Regions from separate parts of the Sus scrofa genome. Here regions 1 and 3 are each linked to region 2. A link is a contact called in public HiChIP or PLAC-seq and promoter capture Hi-C data. All regions are on one chromosome and are shown on one strand. The core of a region is the stretch at or near the end of the contact, and the rest is flanking DNA. Distances in the headings are between cores, read along the strand shown. Region 1 holds the start of FST (follistatin). Region 2 holds the start of MOCS2 (molybdenum cofactor synthesis 2). Region 3 holds the start of NDUFS4 (NADH dehydrogenase [ubiquinone] iron-sulfur protein 4, mitochondrial).

Region 1 (2,700 bases), core at 155-2,654, 340 kb after region 2:
AGCTTTTGGAATAAACAATATAGCTTTTTCCGTGAAGTAATCGTTTTATATAAAAGGAAATATCGCCTCCTCAGTTTCATTCAGCGGTGCCAAAAATGTTATAAATGAGAGACCCGCCAACTTTCAGCGAAGAATGCCAGCCACTGTGCTTAATAAACTGAGGCTACAGAAGTTCATTATCGATGTTGCAATCTTTTTTATTCCGCGAACCGAGAGAGACAGAGAGAGAGAGAGAGGCCGAGAAGGAGACTGGGAGACAGACCGAGACATACAGGACAGAAACTGGGGAGTCTCGGAGCCGGGGCGGGGGGTGGGGGGGAGCAGCAGACCGCCTACGTCGGCGCCCCAGCTCCGGGCTCCAACTCCATACGCGGCGGAGTGAAAGGGTAGAAAAGAAATGGAGAGGGTGAGACTGAGACTGGGGGGAGACCGGGCCTGAGGTGTTAAACATTTTTGTTTGCTTCTGACTCGTCGAGACCGAGGGCTGCGTCTCGGCGGGCTCAGCCGGGGTGGAAGGTGCCGGGGCTGGGATTCCCAGCCACAACTCTGGCTCGAGGTGGCCGAAGAACTCGGCACGCGCAGACCCAGACACAAAACATCGCGGTGTCCCGCGCTAGGTTACAGGGGCCTAAACACCAGCGACAGACCCGGAGTGGGGTGTTTCAGCAGCTCGGGGATCGCCGGGCATTTGCAAAAGTCTTCTTGGAGCGGAGCGGCGATGCGAAGACCAATTCCCGCCCCGCTCTGCTCCGCCAGCCGCCACCCCCAGCCCACCATGCCCCCCCCCAACGCACACACTCACACACCACCATGAACGAACACACACACACACACACACACACACACACGCCGTCCCAGGCGCGCCGGCGCTGCCTGCGAGCGGCGGCGTGCAGGACTTGAAGTGGGTGTTCTTCCCCACTCCCCACCCCCGAAGCGTCGCCCTCACCCCCCTCCCGTCCCGGTCGCCTGCCCCCTCCCTCTCGCTCCTACGCAAATAAGAACTCGGCGATACCCTCCTGCCGCTTTGATTTCGGGCACCTCCACCAGATAATTGGGAAGGGTTTCCAGAAGGTGGGAAATGTCACCTGATTCACACTGAACTTTTAAAAGCTCCCCACCCCCAAGGAGCCGCGCACACCCTCGCTCGAGGCCGCCCTCCCACTGCCCCACACACTGGGAGACCGCCCACCGCAAACCGCGGAGACCCCCGTCTAGATTTAAAGCGCGGCTGCGCCCGGCTTCTGACGTCCATTGAATCGCGCGGGCGGCCGGCGGCGAGCGCGGGGTTGCGCCGGGATCGCTGCGCCCTCCGCCGCTCGCCTCTGCGACGCGCGCCGCTCGCCGGAACCACTCGCCGCCGCGCCTGCTCCCCGCACCGTCGCGCTCCTCGTCCCGCGCCTGACCCCAGAATGGTCCGTCCCAAGCACCAGCCCGGCGGGCTATGCCTCCTGCTGCTGCTGCTCTGCCAGTTCATGGAGGACCGCAGCGCCCAGGGTAAGAGAAGGGGGATGCGCTGGGAGGCTCGGCAGGCGACAGGGGTTTGTACTTTTCAGTCGTCTCCACTGGGTCTGTTCTGAGCCGCGCTGCTCTTAGATGTTGGACCAACTTAGGAAGTCCGGGATGGAGAGGAGTGGGAAAATTGAAGGCAGTGACACTTTAGGACTGGGAGCCGAGTTTGGAGCGGGGCGATCCTTTAAAAGGAAAGGGAGTGAGCTGGAGTCTGTCTCAGTAGTTAGGGTTAGATGCTCCAAGTTCTGGACATAATGAGTTTAGATGTTATCTCCCCTGTTTGGCTCTGAAGAAGGGGAAAAGCATCAGTAGCCTGGAGATTTCTGTCGACCCACTTACAGTCTACCTCTCTACCTCCTACATCTTTTGGATACTTTAAAAAATGACTGCATTGGGGAGGGGGATACTGAAATTTCTTCGGTGGCTGAGGGACGTGGTTTCAGAAACTTTGCCCAAACTTGGAAATGTGGGTGCCGAAAATTTTAGAGGGAAGTAGCTTTCTGCCTAGTGGATGCTTCTTCCAACACCCTCCCCCAAACCCGCAAAAAAAAAAAAAAAAAAAAAAATACCCCTGACTGTTTTCAGTAGTTTACAATTTTTTTTCTTTGCCTCATTCCTCATGTTAACTTTCTGTAGAACAGTGAAAAGCCCACAATTGATTTAAATTCTGAGATGCAGTAAGAGCAAAGTATTTTTTTAATTAGATTTATTTATTTCTGCTAGTCTTTGGGCAGACTTTTTTAAAATCATAAAAGCAGCTTGCTGTTCAATATATTGTTAAGATTATAGGGATGATTCCCGAGAGGTCTTTCTGACCAAATCCGAACATTAAAAAGGAGGAGGGGGGGGGGAATTACTTGCAAAGATTTCTTGGTAGGTATGAGATATGTATTACCATGAGACGGTGGAAGCCCCTCCCCCCTTTATTATTATTATTTACTTGGTTGGTTGGGTTTTTTCCCCCTACACTCTTCTTGAGACGGACTTGTAACTTTCCTGGCTTTAGCATTAACATTTTATGTGTGTTGTAAACTGGCCACCGGGCACTGCCCCTCGCGGTCTGCAACGCACCACTCTGAGTTGCCCGCCTTTCGGGGCGAGGCGCTGCCTAGGTGCCGGGGACGTGGGCGCCGGGGAAAGCAGCCCTCGGAGATTTCGAAAGATCGCGGTGGCCGCGGGCGTCCTCTGGAT
Region 2 (2,700 bases), core at 168-2,667:
TTCAGTATCTTGTAAATTTTAAAAACAAATATAATCATGTCCTTTTGGGAGTATTCCAACTCACTATGTTTTTTCAGTAAAATATCTTTAAACTTTCTGAAGAAATCTTGTGTTTTTAAATATTAGAACTTAACTTTTCAAAAGTAACTCCAGAAAAATACAACTAATGATCCTCTTGACATTAAGCATGGAAATCAAAATTTACTTTTATCATTTACTCACACATTTTTAAATTTTAAAAGTGCTAATCATATACATTCTATAAAATTTTAACTACCCAGGATGGCGAGTTTCTATCTCATTCCACAGCTGCAATGCTTTTATTTCTTGTGGCACAGAAATGGTCTCTGAGCGAATTCCTGCTATTTCAGCACTTTTTGCAAAATACAACACTTCAACCTGAAAAGAAAGAAAATATTTTTAACTATAACAACTCGTAGTTCTTTCCTAGCTGTCCATGACTGGTTTTTTCTGTTTGTTTGTTTTATTTACTACTTTAACCAAATAGACTTTATATAAGTTAGAGAAAATTAAGTGCCCACAAAAATTTCAGTATATCTACAAGTTCAAATTTTGAAAAATTTTTGTTTTTAGTAAAATTCTAATTTCCAGATGCTTTTTAGTTCTATAAATGTATGTGTGCCACAACTAAAATCCTAACAATATCTTCTTAGAAACCATGAAGTTAGGTCTTTAACTGACATAAAATTACAGCACCTTTTATAAATACTTAAGCAATGAACAAATGTCTGAGTCTAGATGAATTACACAAAATAAGTAACCAAATAAGTGCAAGATATATATTTCATGGTTGTCATGTGACCTTTGATTCCAGTCTACATTACACTGAACCCAGCTGTTCAGGATTAAGTTATGCAACATACAAACCCTGATATTTACAAAAGCAGATGGGTCTGAAATACAGGATTAACTGGTTATTTTCTAGGACAAACCTATGCAAGCAGCCTGATATATCTAAGGGATCCGACCACATAAAATAACCCACCTGTCACTCAGAGCAAATTATTCTCTACCAAATAATCAGAGGGTTGGCAAAAACACAGATTTCATCATAGAAGGCTTAGTTAAGTGCATTTCTTTTTTAATTGAAAATTCGATTTCTTAAAAACGAACAATCTGACAAGGAAGGGCAAAGATAGCTGGTGCCTTTAGAAACCAGCTGGTCTTCCACACCGTCACGCAACAAGAGTTCGCGCAATGGACTTGACCTTCCTTGAGAAGGCCAGAACAAAGCCTCTGAAGCCAGGAGGGGCCAGTGCGGCGGTGGCAGTCGCCGGGGTCTGGCTGAGCAGGGCCAGGTCTGTGGAGGGGAGGAGCAAGGAAAGACACTTCTCAAAGTGCTCTCCACCCTTACCTGGCACCGTGGCACCATTCCGCCAAGAAACCCTCGCCTGGTACCCTGGCCGCGGAGGCGGAGGCGCCTAGTCTACAGAGTGCGCAGGCGCAACCTGCTGACCCCTTCCGCTCTAGCAGGGCATGCGCAGAGCTAGCTCCGCCCCGCTGTCCTCCCCGTGGCGCTGGTGCCGCCGACCGCCCAGCGAAATGCTTGGTATCCGTTCTCTTGTGGATGGGCAGTGGTGCTGAGCGAAAGCTATGCGTGTCGCTAAGTGGGAAAAGAGCTGACAACTCATGCCTTTCTCATAGGACGAGAGTCCGAGGTGCGAGAGAGCAGCCCCCGAACTTTCGTAGATACCTGCTAAATGAGTTAAGCAAGTTCGGCTTTTCAGTTCACTCACCTGTAGGGTTCTGATGTTTTATATCTACTCTGCCTTCTGGTTTATGATTACTGTTTCATAAAGACTTAAAGCATTCAGCGTATCTTGACATTCGAACTGTATCAAATTTACACTTTTCCTGTTTACTAGCTGCTTAATTTGTCCGCACACTACATCTAACGTCTCCAACTTTTTACCAAGACCTCTTTTAAATTACGTAGTTATGTGGATATAAATTGGCGGCCCTTGGAGCTCACAGTTCTGGAGGTGAGATAGTCATAAGCCAGCGATGGTAACTCAGTACACCAAATGTAACACTAGGGGTACATGTTCGTGGAGGGGGAGAGTGAACCATCACCTGAGGAGTGTTCTCCAGCAAGTCCTCTTGGAGGGAAATGCTTGAGCTAAATCTGCTGTAATGAGCAGCAGCCAAGAGCAGAGTGGGAGAGGGAGGTACCCTGTACCAAGCCAGAGGCATATAAACTAGCATAATGAGGCAGGGTGGCGTGTAAGGAAGTAGTTGGATATGAGGCTGGAAATATCAAGTTGTAGCCCATGGCAGGAGAAATACCAACGTATATTCTGGAAAAAATTGCTAAACATCAAGAATAAAGACATGTTCACATCCAGGTAGTAAAACAAACGAATGTTAACACTGAGCTTAGACTTGTCTGAGACATCTTATGCCAGAGGATGGTGAGGTGCAATATCTAAAAAATGCTGAGCACAAACTCATGATCCAAAATATTACATACAGCCAAACTAGTGTTGATAAAGGCCAATGCTTGACACTCCTAAATCTGCAAAAGTTCAAAAAAATACAATAATGAAAAGCCCTTCTTTAAAAATCTCCCTGGGTAAAAATCCAGTCAATTGAGAGCGTTAATCAAACTTTAAAACTCAGTCCTAAGGAACTTAATGGTTAAAAAAAAAAAAAGCTGGAGGTGAGATTTTAATCCATTTA
Region 3 (2,700 bases), core at 201-2,700, 410 kb after region 2:
TAGCTCTGTATAATTGATTGGGTGGTTTCATGAATTGACACATGTGATAGAAAGATGTAGGACCATACAAACAGTTTATATCAACATCAGTTTCCTGGCTTAGTTACCGTACACCAGTTACGTAAGATGTGATCAATGCAGGGAACTGGGTGAAGAGTACACACTAGCTCTCTGTACTGTTTTTTGCAACTTCCTATGAAATCTATTTCAAAATAAAATATTAAAAGAAAATTCCTTCTAAGCCATTTCATCCCTCATTTTTCTGTGCATTTCCTCTTTCCCTGGACATGGCTTTGCTTTCTTTCTCTTTGGTCTTAGATTCTATGGTGCTTAATTTCTTTCTTTCCCCTTTTTCCTTATGTATTGAGTTTTTTTTTTTTTTTTTAAATGGCCATAATGCAAAACCAAGTCATTCCCCATCCTCCTGTTAATCCTATTCTTTCAATAAAGGTTATGTTTTCATTTGCTTAATTTTAACAGTACCAATGTCCTAGTTTTTAAACAAAGCCTCAGAGTTCTCCTTGTGGCTCAGCAGGTTAAGGACCCAAAATTGTCTCTGTGTGGCTGCAGGTTCTATCTCTGACTTTGCTTAGTGGGTTAAGGATCTGAGGTTGTGGAGGCTTGGCATAGGCCTCAGCTGCAGTTCTGATTCCACCTCTATCCTGGGAACTTCCATAGGCCGCAGGTGCAGTGTGAAAAGAAAAACAAGTCTCAACTCCCACAAACTCACCTGCTTTTTGTTTTACAATCCACAGTTAATCATTGTTCTTAACAGTAGCTCACAATACAAACATATTTCCAACACTAACCTCAGAAAATAATTTTTTTTTTAATGTATGGTGACTGTGGATTTTGATCATACATTTAGGATTTACTGGGAAATGAGTGATAAAAATATTTCCATTAGTTTTTTTTTTTATATATACTGACACGTCAAAAAAAAAAAAAAATCCTTTGCCAGGTCGTGTGCCAGATTTTTCATTTGGAAAATATGATCATTACAACTATCAACTACTGAGCATCAAACTGAATACAGCTCTAACCTGGGGGCTTGCAAACTTAACCTGGCAACACTTTGGAAAAGTACTATTTTAGGTTCTCAAGAACCCAGTAAACCCTCTGGCTCTTCCAGAAGGCTCGGCCCTAAATATTCTGAGTCCTTTGAAAAAATTATGAGTTGCAGGTGTTTAAATTTTCAAGCGTCTTCTTTTGGTCTCTAAATTATCCAGTACATAACCAGCCCTAACAACAAGGATTTTACTTTATAGAGGTGATATTTACACTTAATGCACTTCTTCATTTTTTTTCCGCCCATTTGCCTTCTAATCGCTTTTAACCAGATCTTTCACCTCTTTTCCAAACTCCAGTATTTAGCGAAACACCAAGCAGGAATAAAATAAACCCAAAAAATCCCACTTGGTTGCATTACGGTTTCACCGACTTGAAAACGAAGGAAGTTTGTCCCTTGCGGTGATCCGTCCTGGTGTTTGCCTGCAGCAAGATGGCGGCGGTGTCAATGTCAGTGGCGCTGAAGCAAGCGTTGTGGGGGAGAAGGGCAGCGGCTGTAGGTGCCGTTTCTGTTTCCAAGGTTCCGACCAGGTAACAGGATTGTGAAACTTCTTCCAGCTTCTCGGGTCTCTCCAGTTTTGCGGAGGTCTCTGCTGGCTGGGTCCTGGAGAAGGCCTCGGGGAAAACGTCCTCTGCTGACCCTTTCCCTGGTAGAGCGCGTTTGGATTTGGGACAAGCTGCGATCTAGGGGCGCTTGACCTGGCGAGTGAGGGTGTAACTGCGAAGAGTAGGGGGAGGAGGACCTCTGCTTTCTGGGAAACTTTTGGATTGTTGCTGTGGGGATGGAATTGTCTCCGGAGCTGCAAGCTGAGCCCTAGCCCCCAGAGAAGGGGCGGAGTCTCACTCATTTTTCTCCCACTTTCCGCACGCCTCCATTTTTCACCTGTTTGCCCATCACTTCAGTTTTTACGGGAGGGTTAAATCACCCTCCCTTACACGCCTTTAAGTGGTATTGATTAGGTTTCTGAACTAAAGATTGCTTTATTTATCAGGCTACTTGGGAAGAAAACTTAGTTGGAATTCAACGTTAGTAAAACTATCGCTGCTATTACTGGAAGGTAATTTTTAAAAGGCTGAGAGGTTTCCCATTCAGAATTTTTAAAGGCCCCATCGTAATTCAGAGATTGTTGCTCATTTATTTGCCTTGAAGCATTTTGAAGGTGATTTCTTTTTCAACTGCATTACTTAATCCTTTATTTCCTTATTTTCCTAACTTTTCTGTCTTTATTATAGTACCTACACAGCAGCGTGTGCGCCGTTGCGCGCACGTACACACACACATTCTAGCAGTTTTATTTGCGAAGAATTATTTTTTCATTGCTGCTTTTACAGCTTAAAAGTATAAATATAAACCAAGGTTTATAGTGCACCTTTTCCGCATATGTGCTTAGAACAGCGATGGACTGCGTGGACAGCTGTGAAGGGAGGGATGGGAGTGGTTAAATGTTGCAAAGAGGGTCCAGTGAAATGCTAGTTAGTTTAGTGTTATGTTAACTGTAGAGGTAATACAGAAAGGACTAGAGAGTTAATTACAGAGGATTTTTGGAGGTAAGTTTCATTAGCGTTTTAAATAGTGGAAGATGGGTGGGAAAAATGATGTCCTGGATGGGATCAGTGGTTTATGAATAAAGT

What was found. Promoter capture Hi-C pulls out the DNA fragments that hold promoters and counts their contacts. HiChIP or PLAC-seq counts read pairs in DNA pulled down with a chosen protein or histone mark.
Region 1: a contact with region 2 is called in a promoter capture Hi-C map of fetal skeletal muscle, with 4 times the contacts expected there. The contact joins the promoter of FST here to the promoter of MOCS2 in region 2. A contact is called at or near these places in 2 of 5 promoter capture datasets (fetal skeletal muscle and liver), 9 of 47 Hi-C or Micro-C datasets (embryonic fibroblasts, epiblast stem cells, fetal skeletal muscle and 5 more) and 1 of 2 datasets of contacts at active chromatin or transcription factors (skeletal muscle).
Region 3: an H3K27ac HiChIP or PLAC-seq map of alveolar macrophages shows a contact between it and region 2. The contact joins the promoter of NDUFS4 here to the promoter of MOCS2 in region 2. A contact is called at or near these places in 2 of 5 promoter capture datasets (fetal liver and liver), 1 of 47 Hi-C or Micro-C datasets (skeletal muscle) and 2 of 2 datasets of contacts at active chromatin or transcription factors (alveolar macrophages and skeletal muscle).

Annotation. Positions count from the first base shown.
Region 1 is chr16:32,804,937-32,807,636 of Sscrofa11.1, forward strand. It overlaps FST (follistatin), which reads left to right and starts at 1,405. Exons shown (of 7, transcript NM_001003662.1): 1 at 1,405-1,494. The coding sequence starts at 1,410.
Region 2 is chr16:32,460,874-32,463,573 of Sscrofa11.1, forward strand. MOCS2 (molybdenum cofactor synthesis 2) reads right to left here and starts at 1,418. Exons shown (of 7, transcript NM_001244725.1): 1 at 1,376-1,418; 2 at 278-399.
Region 3 is chr16:32,872,968-32,875,667 of Sscrofa11.1, forward strand. NDUFS4 (NADH dehydrogenase [ubiquinone] iron-sulfur protein 4, mitochondrial) reads left to right here and starts at 1,451. Exons shown (of 6, transcript XM_021077055.1): 1 at 1,451-1,599. The coding sequence starts at 1,502.